Linked DNA regions of Mus musculus: all the other regions are linked to region 4. The links are chromatin contacts, called in public HiChIP or PLAC-seq and promoter capture Hi-C maps. All regions are on one chromosome and are shown on one strand. Each heading gives the region's core, a stretch centred on a gene start, on an enhancer-like site or on the middle of the called end of the contact. The rest is flanking DNA. Distances are from core to core; before and after follow the strand shown.

Region 1 (3,218 bases), core at 87-2,586, 480 kb after region 4:
TAAGATATATTGGTTGTCTGTCTGAGATTCAGATTTGGCTGCTCATTCTCAGTGTTTATTACTAAATACAGCACACTTAAGTCAAAGGGTTTTTTTTAATCATTTTATTGAACCGTGACTGATATGTAAAAGTGCTGTATGTTTGATGTGAAATAACCACCCCTTTGAGCTCATTAGTATATGCATCACCTTCTTTGATTATCTTTCCCTTTTCCTCTTTTTTCTTCCTTTCTGTTTCCCTCATTTCTCGTCTCCAGGAAACCACTACTGTGTCCCAGTCTCTTGAGTTGCACATTAAAGGTTTCACACGGAAGTGAAGTCACATCGTTCGCTTAGTGTGATATCCTCAAGGCTCCCGTACATTTCCCCAAATGTGTGAATTTCTTCTTTTCACAGGCTGAACAATAATCTCTTGTATCCACCCCTTTTCTTTATCCATTCATCCATTGTCTGAGGCTGCTTCCATAGTGTGGAATTGTGAACAATGAATATTCTGTTCAAAATCCAGCTGTTGCTTTTTGGGGGGGGGGGGAATATTAGTGGGTGCGTGGTTGGGTCACACAGAAGTTTCACTGAGTCCAGAAGAATTGTACATGGAAATGAAGAGCAGATGAAGAGAGATCAAGCCCAAAGGCAGGAAGTACAGTACATTTTCCATGTACTTCTCCAATCATGGCCAGCACTTCCTCCCAGGCCGTGGTGACAACCACTCCTCGGGAGGCCTTGAAATAATTCACCCATTTGTTTACTAACATGTGTAGGATGTTGCCTTTGCCCTGGTCTTTAAGAGAGGAGACTGATTCCCAAGGATGGACAGTTAACCTTCATAAGTGCTCAGAGCCAGGAAGCTGGAGCTAGGACTGTGGATGCTGGCATTGGTCGCCAGCAGCTACTGTCTTGACCTCTGGCTGGAGGAAAACAACCCGTTTAACATAAGCTTATTGTAGGCTTTCAGGTCATTCTGAAATTCAGATGAACTCTGAATCCCACACACAGTCCAATGTCTCTGCTCCACAGAAGTGATAGCCAGAGTGCCCTGGCTGCTCTCTTACTTCCTTCAGGTGTGAACTGTGTTCATCTCCCCAGCTTCCAAGGCCCCCATTTCCTGGAATGTAGATTCCCCCCACCCCCCAACTGCTGACTGCACAATCAAATGCTACCATTTGCAACAACTTATCGGAAACAAACAAGCTACAGAGAATTGAGCAAGAGTTTCTGGGATACCTTGGTTATTATGGTCAGAGCACAGGACACACTGTGAGCTTTGGCTGCTTGAGTGGGCCAAGGGTGATGATTAACCTCCTGCCGGTTTAAGTAGGGTTGGAGCTGTGAGTGCAGTCAGTCCTCCTTCGCTTCAGCTCCAGTTCTCCTCATGAGCCATCCCTAAACGCAGACACCATGCTGTCCCTGAGGGTCACCTGCCTCATCTTGAGCGTGGCCAGCACAGTCTGGGTATGTGCTTTCTCTTCTCTCTGTTAATTCTTCCGCAAGGAGCCCTGAGTTCAGAGTCTACAAGTCCTTTGTACTTAGCTTTTTAAATGCCAGGCCAGGGAGGCAAATTCTTAGATGAGCCTGACAAGTGTATGGGGAAATGTGATGTCCAGAGGGAGGCCCTAGGATAACGAGAGATCTTGACATCTGTCGTTCAGGCTGATTCAGATGCAGTCTTTAAAACTGCAGCTGTGTGTTAGTATACTCTCACGGTTGCTGGGGATTGATCCAGCATAGAATTCCTCATGCTGCAACCCTTAGATGCAGTTCCTCATGTTGTGATGACCCGCAACTAGAAAATTGTTTTTAGTTACTACTCCCTAACCTTAATTTTATTACTTTTATGAATCATAACGTAAATATTTTTGGAAATAGAGGTTTGCCAAAGGAGTCGTGACCCACAGGTTGAGAACCCCTGGGCATGGCAGTAAAGCTCTCTACAACTAAGCTACACTGCCAGCCTCCTGAATCCCTCCACATGTTTGTCCCTTTAAACTCCAGAGACATCATTCTAACAGAACAAAACACTGGGTAAGAACTGTTCTCCAGCTGGTAATTCCAGACATTTGTCTGTAATGAGCAGAAGGTTTGGGGTTTAGTATGGTTTACCTCTAGTCTTTGTTTTATTTGTAATATTTTAGTTTTGTAATGTTGTCATGTTGAGGAATGAAGCAGAGCTTTCTCTGTACTGACCAAGCAAGCGTTCTACACCCGCAGCCCTAAGAGGAACTTTTCATATCCTTTTGAAGACATAAAAGGAAGAGGGCAAATTAATTGCCTTTGAAAACGTATAGCAAATTCCGAAGACATTAGTTATGAGGCAGTGGGCTCTTTGGAAGGATTCGTGTTCTTTTCAGATAACTTCTAAATACTGACATCATTCCCCAAATTAAGCCCCAAAGAAAAACAAAAGAAAGAAATCTAAATTACTGGAGTTTCTGACACATTCTAGTTTATAAAACATGTCAACTATGACCAAGGACCTAGTGACATCCTAATTAGTTACCCAGGCTGTATATTATTTCAGGTGTTTTTTGTGGTGGTGGTGGTGGTGGTGGTGGTGGTGGTGGTGGTGGGTTTTTTGGCTCACCATTCAAAAATCTTGATATCAGAGAGTAAAGAACAATACATTTTGGAGGGAATTAAACTAAAATAACCAGCTGAGGCGATATTTCTGGGTAATTTGTACTTCTATTGTCTTCCTTGTCTCATTATTATGTGCACTTTCTGTCTGCTTCATTGTTGTGCTATTTTACTCATACAATTGAATTTACCATTATATTTCTTATACAAAAGGACTCGTTCTTTTAAATGAGTTGTTCTTCGCTGCTTTAATTATGGTAATTAGGATTATTTGAATTTTCACAAATGAGAATGAGACCATGTTGATTAATTATAAGGAAAAACTACCCCAAACTAACATAGTGACAGGAAGTCCCTTGTAAGTTGGCAGTGCAGAGCGGAGGCGATGAACGCCTCGAAGCCATCTCGACCCGTTAGACTAGGAAGTCTTATGGGACAAAATGTTTTGTATTTCATTTGGGTTATAGCTGAGAACTTTTAGCTCTAGGTTTCTAATTATAAGGTGTTCCAAAAATTGCTGGTTGCTGACTACTGCTTCAACTGTTTATTATTTTCATTTCAAATGAAAATCTACAATTGCATGATTGTACTACAAAACATTGCCAAGTTTTCACTTCCCACATTTGTGTACTTGATAACTGTTT
Region 2 (3,546 bases), core at 890-3,389, 330 kb after region 4:
GCATTATCACAAAAATTTCTCACACTATAAATGTGGGCATTATATAAAGTTTATGTCTTTAAATTATGTGTAGTTTAATAATTTAAGACACAAAACCCCTTTATACAAAGCATATTATATTTTCCTGATTTGTATCTTGTGAACAGTAAATTCCACGTTTGTTGCTTCAGGTGTTACTGAGCTGCCTAGTGCCAATTCTGAGCAATATTTATTTCAGTGAGATAGGGTACTTTAGAAAACGTGTTGAAAACTTTTTAAAAATGTGGTCCTAGGCATCTAAAATATTTTATAAATACAAGTTTAGAGACGAGTCAGTTCAATTTCATTTTAAACTATTTCTATTATAAATAATGAGTGTGTTTGACTGCAAAGGTGAAGTGTTTAAAACTTTTAGTACTAGGTATTTCGCGAACGAAGAACTGACTTAAATTTAGGATGATAAAAAGAAACCAACTATTTAGAAAAATCATTTGTGGTCACAATGCGCAGTGGGTTACTGCGCCTGAGAACTTGTTACACCTCTGAACCCCACCAGGGAGAGAGGCAACTCCTGAAAGTTGCTCCAACTCTCACGCAAGCCGCTGCACTCACACAGGGAAAATTGTTTCAAATCACTGCAAACAAATGTTAAATACTAAACCCAAAAGCGATGTGCTCTTTCAGTTTATGAGAGATACCTATAAATGCTTTCCTGACTAAAGACACTGTCATCTGTAGTGTCATTTGAAGTCTTATTAATTTGAACACAGAAATCACATTTCCCCTTATCTTTTTACCTTACCAACCAACAGATATTAAAGTTAACAGCATTAAAAATTTTTAATTTACACAAATTACTTATTTGCAATCCTTTCTTAACTTCTGGTACCTCTTAAGTTTTCCACCAATGAAAACAATACCACTGAACGCTTAAAGCGTAACTTCACCCATACACAGTTGAATATATATTCTTGGTTTTAATATTTCTTACTTTATAAGGATGTTTGCACCTTACATGAGCTGTTTTATAATTTTGGCATTAATATTTTAAAGTCCAAGACTCTTATATGAAAATTAGCACTTAAAACATGGCCACACGCAGGAAATAAGGCATTAGTTGGTTATTTGGCAAATACAGTGCTAACAAGATCCGAATGTCCTCAGTGGCACAGTTAGTGATTGAGACAATATTTTAAACAGGTATACTTAAAAACAAATCTACCTATCACAGCGCTAAGGTTGATTCTTATGACTACAAAGGAAGTTTCTGAAGCATCTCATTGCCCTAATCCCTTGAAATGAAAACTGCTAGTTATTTAAATTAGCCTATTTCCACATGCATATTCATAAATGATGGGCTGTTACCACCTTGATGCTACCTATAGTGCTTCCTGGTTTTAACCTAATTCTAGAAGGCTAAATGAGGTGCTTTTTCTGAGTCCCCTGGGGTCCCCTTCTCATAAATTCACCAGGAAGCCAGTCCACCAGCATCCACCGGGCCCCTGGACCGGCTCCGTGGTCCTCCCTCACCCCAGGCTGCACTAAGAGTGTTATCCGGCCCGTCGGGCAGTTGGCTCCCGACAACCACTCACGCAGATCCCCTAGGCAGCCCGGCCGCTTCCCAGTCGGGGCGGCGGAAAGTTCGAGGCCCGGCCCCCGCTAGGAACTCTGGGCGGCGCGGCGAGCGGACACAACGGCGACGGGAGGCCAGCGAGGTCGGGAAGCAGCGGCCAGGACCCCGAGGTCCCGGAGCTTCTGCCGACTGGGCAGCCGCGCAGGGAGCCCGAGACCCGAGAGCCGCTGTCGACGGGGCGGCCGCGCAGGGAGCCCGAGACCCCGGAGCCGCTGTCGACGGGGCGGCCGCGCAGGCCAGCCCGCGGACACCGCCCGACGGTGGCGCCCCGGACCCCGCACGAGGGCACCCCCGACTGCGGCCGTTGGCAGCGGTTTGCCGGTCACCCCCGCAGCTCCCATTCCCGCCTCACCCCGTCGGGTCTTCAGAGGCCAGACCTAAAAATCCCTGGACCAACGAGCACAAACCGCCGCCAGAGCTTCGGATCGGCGCTGCGGGCGGAAGCGGTGGTCAGAGGAGTCGCCGCGGGGCCGGACGGGGCAGGGCGTGGCCAGTGGCGCTCGTGCTGTCCTCGCGCCTCGGGGCCACGGGCTCTTCGCCTCAGCCTAGCGTGCCTCACGTGGAGTGGCCCCACCTCGACCAATCAGCGGCCGCCGGTGGGGGCGAGGAGGCGGGACTGAGGCTTGAGGCCGGAGGAGGCACTTGCGACAGGCGAAAGGGACTTGGAGTGGCACGCTCGCTGGCCAATCAGGAGGAGAAAAGCCAGTCTGGGCGAGTGAAGTTTGGCGCGTGGAAGACTTGAAGGCGTTACTAAACAAAAGTTACAAAGTGAACTTGCAGTGCTTCCCTTAAGGGAGATGTAGGTAGGTTGAGAAAGTTCTTTGTCTGGCTGGATGAAGTTTGCAAATCTTGATTGAACGCCTTGTTGGGTGCAAAACAGTCATGGGGACTTTTGTAAATGAGGATGGGAGGGGTGGCCCCTTAATTTCTGATTCCCCTTAAAACAGATATGATGAGACTGGGATCGTAAATAACGTTAACAGAGTTTTAGCCCTTTTATGTTTCTACGTGCCAAAAGCAGTTCCAGGGCATCTTCGTCCGTTCTCACAGGGTTTTTAAAACTAAGTTATAGCATGTTTTACAGACAGGGAAACCGACTCAAGAGAGCTGTGGGCGTTTACACAACGTGTGCATCAAGCGGCTTGTGATATGTTACTATCCCAAAAGGTGCCCCCCAAGGAGAACGCTATGCACAATACCTGGGAGGCGTTGGTAACTCGGAAAGCAGTTATTCCTAAACTCTGCTCTGCACAGTATTTTCCAAACAAGTTGAAAGCCTGAGCCACATCTAATACACTAGTTTGGCTTTGTTTTTAAAGATTTTTTTAACCTCAAAAACTACAAGAGGAAGGTTTGTTAAACATTGTTCGTTTGTTTTGTTTTGTCCAGGAAAGAAAGGTTCTTCACATTCATTTTCATGTCTGAATTTTACAGACTTGATTTTACAGACTAGCTGATTTTAAGCGTCGTTGTAGGAGCCTGTAGAAGCCAGTAGGTGGCGATATTTTATTGTGAGGTGTGAATGAGGTCTTGGAGGTAGCCTGGAGGACTACTTAACATTTCCAGTGTGTTCTCTTTTCACACCCCATCCCCAGTATAAAGGAAACCAAGTGAACAAGAGTTTCATAAAGGTCATTAGAGTGAGGCCTTAGAAACTTGCTTTAGAAAGACAATGTTAAAGACTCAAGTTACAGGGTACATCCTCTCCCTCAAAGTCTTAAAGAAACTGAGCAAATTTTATTAGCAGATGTATTTTTCATTGACTGCTATAAAAGATTTATGCCTTCTGCAACCAAAACATAAAGGAATAGCCTTTATTTCTTAAGTTTCCAAGAAGAGGGCATCTGAAACCTTTATGCTACGAGAATTCTTTAAGAATAGACTGCAAAATAGAAATTTTTAGATGCTTTATGGGGAAAGATGACCCAAATGAA
Region 3 (3,376 bases), core at 439-2,938, 280 kb after region 4:
AATAAAAAGTCCGTGAGATTCCTAATGCTAAAGGAATCCTAAATCTTTTGAGACTAACTGGAGTGTAGCGTAATGGAAATAATTTACATGGAAATGCTGGCAGGCATTAGAACATAAATCTGATGACAGGGATTTATTTAAATAAAACTAAAGCATTTTCGATCTTTTTCAAGTAGATATATCCTTAACGAAAAGGAGAAACACTGAATTGACCATGACCTTGACATTGGACTGTATGTCTTTGATGAAATTGACTTTTAGTAATGTGGTCATACCAATTGTTTTGTTTTGTTTCATTTCTCACCAAAGAAATATCATCCTGAAAAGGTTAATGTAAGCTCTTTCTAGGTTTTAATATAATTTTCTACTAACATTCCCATTTTCTGAAAGTTGCTATATCATATTTCTTATATATTAGTAGCAGTGCCACATTAATTCTACATGTATACATGAGATATAAAAATGGGACAATGATGACAGTAGATATGTCCCAAACTGCAAACAAAGCAAAGCCTTCACAGCCTCTAATCTCTACATTAAGACTCAGCCAATACAGAACCTCTCGTTCCTGGACAGATAGTTTTCTGTCCTGGGAGAATAAATTCAAACGTAATGAGCTGAGTTTGGTTATACCAATAGAGAAGTCAGAGAGTGAGGCAATTTGGGGGCTTTTTAAAAAGCTTAAATGTTAAAGACGTTATTCCTTATTCCTGATCATCATTCAAAGGGTGATGATTCTATGAATTTAAAAAAGTCCCATTGTTCTTCATATCTATTGCTCTTTATTAATACTTTTTAAATTAAATTTTGGGACTTGGGAGAGATGACTCAACAGGTAAGAGAACTGGCTGATCTTCCAGAAGACCTGGGTTTCATTCTCAGCCCCCACATAGCACCCACACAGCTTACAAATGTTCATGACGCCGGTTCCAGGGAGCCTGGCACCTCCTGCTGATCTCCACAGGCACCAGGAAAACACTCATACACATAAAATAAAAATAAATAAGATCTCTTCAAAAATTCAATCTTTTAAAGAACCACTGTGTTCATCAGACATGACCAAAAGGTCTTTGGTAACTTAGTACTTCCCCTTTCCTTTAAAGAACAGAAATGTCATAAAAGGTTGGGAGAATGCAGGCTTCTCAGGGGATATTAGAACGTGTGTGGTACTGTAGTAATCGCATCCTGTTCCTTGGTTTTCATTTGTAACTCTTCTTAAGCATAACTACCCTGAGAGATAACTGAATGTTAAGCATAATTCTGTTTCTTTTCCCCACCATAATTCCTTCTTCATACTCTCACTATTGTTCCATAGAAGAGAGGCATTTCTCAAGCCCAGCCTTGTGATGTTAAACATCTTTGTAACCCAAGGAGACCATTACACATGTCATTTTCAGGTAGAGAAAGTCAGTGACCCTACTGGGAGCACTACACATCTCTCTTGCTGTTGGACTTAGGTGACTTTCAAATCTTTGCTTTGATAAAACCAAAGGATCCAATGTCCGCAGAGAGAGCACCAAAAATGAATCCCTGATTAGAGCAATTATTCAGAAGGAATAAATGAAGCACCGTTAGATAATCATCTTCCATTCCCCTCCACTTATGCAAATAAAGAGGTTGCTCAGCACTTACGTCGATTACAGGGAGGAATGTGGGTAGAATGGTCAATGAGCTCGGTCTCGTTCCAGCAGTAAGTAATATTCATGCACAGATACAAAAGCAAATGTCCCTGCTTGTTATTCTAGGCTGCCTCCTCTCAGGATCTCAGGCTGCTGTGGATGCTGAATGGCCACACGCAGATAACCTCAGAGCAGGACGGAAACAGCTCCCCGAAGAAAGTCCTTCTGGGAGCAGTGAAACTTTACCCAAGATCCCATTCCCCAAGCGTGTCTTATGGCGACTCCTAAAGCTAATCTCCATTCACTCCTGATGCCAAGTGGAAACCACATTATGGACCTTAGACCCCAAAATATATGACCAAGCCACTTATATAACTGCCACCAAACAGCATAGGTAATCCTGCCCATTTCTGGTTAAACTGTTTGGGGTTTTTGTTATTGTTATTGTTGTTGTTTTCTTGTTTTTAGTTTTGGCTGTGAATTCTAACACACAAAACAAACAAGTTTCCACTTTTCATTTTCCTTCTTTTCTGTTTCTTCTTTTTTTCTCTCTCTCTTTTCTTTCCTTATATTGGTTAAAACACAAGCGTGCTTTTCTAGGGGTCTGGATAATCTCACTTGTTCCCTGAGCCCCATCTCTGTCCACCATGTGGCTGTTTGCCAATTCAAAAAAGTCCTGACTTCCTCTTTGCCTCCTCTCCATCTTTCCTGAATCTGTAGAGATCAACTCTTTGGCGGCCCTGTTGTTTCTCTTTCAAACTCTAATAAAATTGTCCTTTGGCTTCAAAAATCTACTTAAGCAAAATGCAAACAAATTCAGAGTTCTATCAGCAAGATGAAAATACTGTGCAGGCCGCCATCAAGACTAGCCTCAGCTAGACAACCAGGAGAGGTTCCAAGGTAAGGCCTTGCATGAGCAGACAGCCATTAGGGTCTGCCTCAGTGAATCAACTCGGAAAGGTTCTTATGTAAGGCAAGATCCAGGAGTCTCCCCCTACCTCCCACATCTCAGACTCTCTAGTGACACATTGCAACACCAGTGGAATTACCTTACTTTCTGCTCCTAACAAACTTTCAAAGCCATCTGAGTACAATTTACTGCACTGGTGGCTGTGGGGGCTAATAAGTACCAAAGATGGATGTTACTGGCTCTTACTTCCAAGGAATGTAGGAGGCAGAAGAAAATGTAGGCACAGAAGAGGGAGGAAAGACATTTGGAGCTCACATGGGGTGATTCTACCTGTAATACTAAGAACTGACCCGTGTAATAAAGGCTGCCTCCCTCGCCTCCCTCTCACCATACACAGTGGGAAGCTTGCAAACGGAACCAAACTACATTTATCTCTGAGAGTCATGACCCTTGACAACTCTTAGCACAGTCCTTTGCATGTAATGTAAGAGTCATTGAAATTTATTGAGTGTTTGCCACTGCCATCCACTATTCCAAATGCATTCTGTGCAATGAATGATTTAATATTCCCCACGAGTAAGGTCTTAGCATCTCCATTTTATGAGCCAATGAAACCAGCGTGCAGAAACCTTCAGCACCTGTCCAAGGCTACAGGTGTAGACGCTGGTTTGCCACCTTCTCACTCTTGCCTCTGCCTCACTCTAATTAACATTCACTGCAATAAACTCCCTAAATTATCTCTGCTTGCTACACGGCAAATGCACAGTGTTGATTACTTGTTATGTGGCTGATACGGTGCTGGGTGCTTCTGTACATGTTTTCCTATAGAATTCTGGTTTTCTTACTC
Region 4 (3,610 bases), core at 154-2,653:
GCTGGGCAAAGCACTACCCAGGACACAGAATGTATCATTCACAACAGCACTTCTGGAAAAGTAGGAGAGTGAAAGAGAACGTGAGGGTAGACACTGCCACGCGTGACACTCCTGAGGCCCCCAGTCAAACCAGAAAGAGGCAAGGGGGAGAGCCTTTCCTTGAAACAAGGCAAAATGAGACATTCAGGTTATTCAAGAAATTCAAAACTCTGAATAGCGCTGTTCTCTTGAACAGGTGCCCCTTGACTGAGTTTATTACAGAAGCAGTCAGTGTAGAAAGGGAAATGATGCTTTTTTCCTTCTGACGCTCTAGGTGCTTTCTTTAATAAGCCAGAAACCTTCTCCTGCTTTAACTACATGCTGAAATCACTGGAATTGCAAGTTATTTCTGAGATAGAGTCACTCCAGGTGGGCAAAGTGTGACATCCCTGTCTAGCCCTCCTTCCAGTATTGTTTTCCCAGGGAAAACCCCCAAGTTCCATGCTACAAACTATAGTTGCCTGCACCTGTTGGATCTCCTGTGAGGGGAGATGCGGTCTTTAACACTGCAACATACAGGGCATTATTGTTTGCCTAAGTAGAGATGGATGGATCATCTGAAAAGTCAGCGAATGCTTCTCTTTCCTGTATTTGTGCTTCCTGTCTTTGACAGTAGTGTAGTCTCTTAAATGACACTGGGATTTTAATGACTAGTCTCTACTAAGAATGACATTTAAATATTACTGCCCCACCACCACCACCACCATGCCACACAACCACAGACTTCTACTAGTAGGTGACCCCATCTTGGGGAAATGAATGGAAGCCTAAATAAATCTCTATTTTTGAACAGCCTTAGAAAACCCTACATGATCTTGCACTTCAGAAAGTGCTTGAGTTTTAAAGAGGGGGCAAAGTCATATCTTACTGTCTCATACTGTAGCGCTCAATCAAGGAACAGTCTATAACCTTCAGCAGAAAAGAAAAAGTCCAGCAAAAGAAGAAAAGCGAAGTGGTACTAGCCCACCTAGTTCCAGTGTTCCACTTAATGCCTGGAGGGGTGGGCGGCTCCCCTTCGGAACACATCCCCATGCCCTCTTACCCCTGACAGGACCCGGGGCTCCTCTAGGGCTGTTCATGATCTCAGAAGGAGAACTGGAGTTTGAACTTACTTACTGTATTGACTCTTGCGCGTTCCTTCTCAGATGAGGAATCCAGGAATTTCAAGCAAGGGATTATCTAAACAGCCAGTCTGGAGACAGTCCTGGGAGGCACCCAAAGCAGGTCCGATTTGGTGTGAGCCAGCAAGTGAGATCAGAAGCAGGAGCGGCAAAGCGGAACAGCTGCAATGCTGTGCCTGCTCGGCTTCTCGGTGGACCTCTAAAGCCACTCGATCAGGGACCCCGCACTGCACAGCTCAGAGCCCCGGGTAGGAGTGGGTGGGGAGGGAGGAGGATCGGAGATAGAAGTGGAGAGAAACGCCGCCCTGGAAGGAAAGGACACAGGTAGGGGAACTGCGGAGCGAGGGAGTGAGGCAGATAAGTTCCCCGTAGTCAGAGACTGGAGATTAGTGTCCTCCAACCTTAGTTGCACGCTATGCAGCGTAGCGCCTCATCGTTCCTCGCCACCACTCCCTGCAGCTGCTATTCACTCCACTTAGGAGTTCACCTAATCTGCAGAGAAAAGTGCAGGGCAGTGGCGAACCCCGATGCAGGGAGGGAGCTGTGGTCCCTGGCTATGTGAACAGCGACAGACACCTCAGGCTTGCGGGTGTGGGCTGGAGAGAGGTTCCACACTTGGGGTGGAGGGGCAGAATCCCACTCTGGGCTAGGAGTTTCCTTGTGTAAAAACCAAGGAGGAGAACGAACTCCTCGCAGAAGCTGGATCCCAAGGACAAACAGCCAGCGCGCCCTGCCACACAGCGCAGGCACAGGAACTGTGGTTAACACGAGTCCAGTGCCTGGGGGACGGGAGCAGCAAAGCCCTTAACAGGTGTCCCTGGAACCCTGCGCCTTCAGATCACAAGCCCAGGTGTCCCAGCGGAACACTGGCAAAACTGTCCCTCGGGAAGAACGTAGAGAACAGCAGTGGGTCGTAAAACAGTCTTTCTTTGTCCAATTAGTTGACTTCAAAATTCTTCGCCTTTAGTTCTTGCACCATTCGAGATTTCGAGAGAGCAGGGAGACCATGCCTCGGGAAATGTTCCTCAGGAGTGAAGCCCGAAGGCTGAAAGAGGACATGCAGGACTTTCAGTCACGCTAGAGGGCTGTTTCAACCTTACCCTGCAAACTCTTCATTCACCAGCAGTCTTTCCAGAGGTTTGCTACAAGTCTCTTTTCCTTCAGATTTTAAAGGGGGCAGTAGAGACTTGAAAGCCAGGAAGCCAGGCTTGTCTTAACCACCGTGTCTCTCAGAGCTGCACAAGTCACCTCGCTGCATTGGATCACTCTTCTTGTTGTTTTCTTTTCTTTCTTTCTTTTTTAATTTATAAAATAAGGATGGCCACATTAGTTCTCAGAATGTCTCTGAAGGATACAAAACAATGATTCGATTTAGATTAGGTGTCTCGAAAAAAAAAAGTTATACTTAACCTATTTTTAAAAGACAAGTACTCCCCCACGTAGTAATAATTACTCCTTTATTGGGAAATGGATTTTCAGTCCCGTGGCCACTGAAAGTCACACACCCTAATTATAGGTCATAAGAAGTATAGAATCTGATATCAATCTTCAATTCATGTGACATCATGCTAAAGAAGCTACCTATAAAACAGTGTTTCGTGGGCCTTTCAATTACCAGTACATAAAAGGCAGCAGGCCTGCGAGAAGCCATGATGTTTTACACACTCTGCTTAAAGTCCTTTTTGTAAGCATTTTTTTGGTTTAGGGAAGTATCTCTTGTTCGCACATATGCTTTCAGTTGAACAGATTCCTTTTTTAAAAAAGAGACACTGGGGAATGAGTAACTCCTGTGGCCTCACAAGAGCTGGGAATTGCTCTGCCTCTGAGCTTCAGATTCATACTTTTTTTCTGTTTTTGGTTTTTTTGCTTTGTTTGAGGACTGCATCTTACTAAGTTGCCCAGGCTGACCCAGTGTTCTCTATGTAGCCCAGGCAGGCCTTGAACCTACTTAACCTCCCTAGGAGTCAGTGTTGCAGGCAGCACCATCAGGTTCAGCTCTCTGTGCTTCTTAATATTGGGACGGTGAAGGAAGGACTCTGTGTGTCTAACAAGTTCAACTTTTGAAAACTGACATAGAAGCAAATGACCAAAACAAATCTGATGAGCAGGGTTGCTGAACATAATAGTTTTGGAGGATTTTAACCTATTTTTCAAGCAGTGATTGCACAAAACACTCTTCTCTCATAGCAATGATTAACAAAGGCTTCTAAGCGGCCCTTTCTGAAAACTGAACTCACTTCCTTATAGGCATGCCAGCGTCTTAAATGATTCACATGCTCCATACCCCTCTGATCTGTAACTCCAATAATAACAAAGAACACAGGACTTAAGTCTTTCAATAAAGTACAGATTGGATGAGAAGCTGATCTGGGAGGTGAAAGTCCTTCCACCGTGCAGCACACTATCGACATAGCTATGCCAACTTATGACACTGCACAGTCCGGTTCTAA

The links. Promoter capture Hi-C pulls out the DNA fragments that hold promoters and counts their contacts. HiChIP or PLAC-seq counts read pairs in DNA pulled down with a chosen protein or histone mark.
Region 1: a promoter capture Hi-C map of hippocampal neurons shows a contact between it and region 4, with 2.1 times the contacts expected there. The contact joins the promoter of Fga here to the promoter of Npy2r in region 4. A contact is called at or near these places in 1 of 39 promoter capture datasets (hippocampal neurons) and 1 of 9 other capture datasets (adipose tissue).
Region 2: a promoter capture Hi-C map of liver shows a contact between it and region 4, with 2.4 times the contacts expected there. The contact joins the promoter of Rbm46 here to the promoter of Npy2r in region 4. A contact is called at or near these places in 7 of 39 promoter capture datasets (the HPC-7 cell line, embryonic stem cells, frontonasal cranial neural crest and 3 more), 1 of 484 Hi-C or Micro-C datasets (nephron progenitors) and 1 of 115 datasets of contacts at active chromatin or transcription factors (forebrain).
Region 3: an H3K27ac HiChIP or PLAC-seq map of VIP interneurons shows a contact between it and region 4, with 4 times the contacts expected there. The contact joins the enhancer-like site here to the promoter of Npy2r in region 4. A contact is called at or near these places in 2 of 484 Hi-C or Micro-C datasets (cortical neurons and embryonic stem cells), 3 of 115 datasets of contacts at active chromatin or transcription factors (VIP interneurons, embryonic forebrain and forebrain) and 2 of 9 other capture datasets (adipose tissue and embryonic stem cells).

What each region holds. Positions count from the first base shown.
Region 1 is chr3:83,024,817-83,028,034 of GRCm38.p6, forward strand. It overlaps Fga (fibrinogen alpha chain), which reads left to right and starts at 1,337. Exons shown (of 6, transcript NM_001111048.2): 1 at 1,337-1,452. The coding sequence starts at 1,399.
Region 2 is chr3:82,874,344-82,877,889 of GRCm38.p6, forward strand. Rbm46 (RNA binding motif protein 46) reads right to left here and starts at 2,140. Exons shown (of 6, transcript NM_001277170.1): 1 at 1,965-2,140. Rbm46os (RNA binding motif protein 46, opposite strand) reads left to right here and starts at 2,362. Exons shown (of 4, transcript NR_040382.1): 1 at 2,362-2,415.
Region 3 is chr3:82,823,698-82,827,073 of GRCm38.p6, forward strand. No RefSeq gene overlaps it. Among named protein-coding and RNA genes, the nearest start is that of Rbm46, 51 kb to the right of the region's middle. Within about 2 kb of position 1,689, at least 2 of the 459 cell types and tissues checked have an H3K27ac peak or open chromatin away from gene starts, as enhancers often do. A contact at or near this core is called in VIP interneurons, where this site is marked.
Region 4 is chr3:82,546,682-82,550,291 of GRCm38.p6, forward strand. Npy2r (neuropeptide Y receptor Y2) reads right to left here and starts at 1,404. Exons shown (of 2, transcript NM_008731.3): 1 at 1,156-1,404.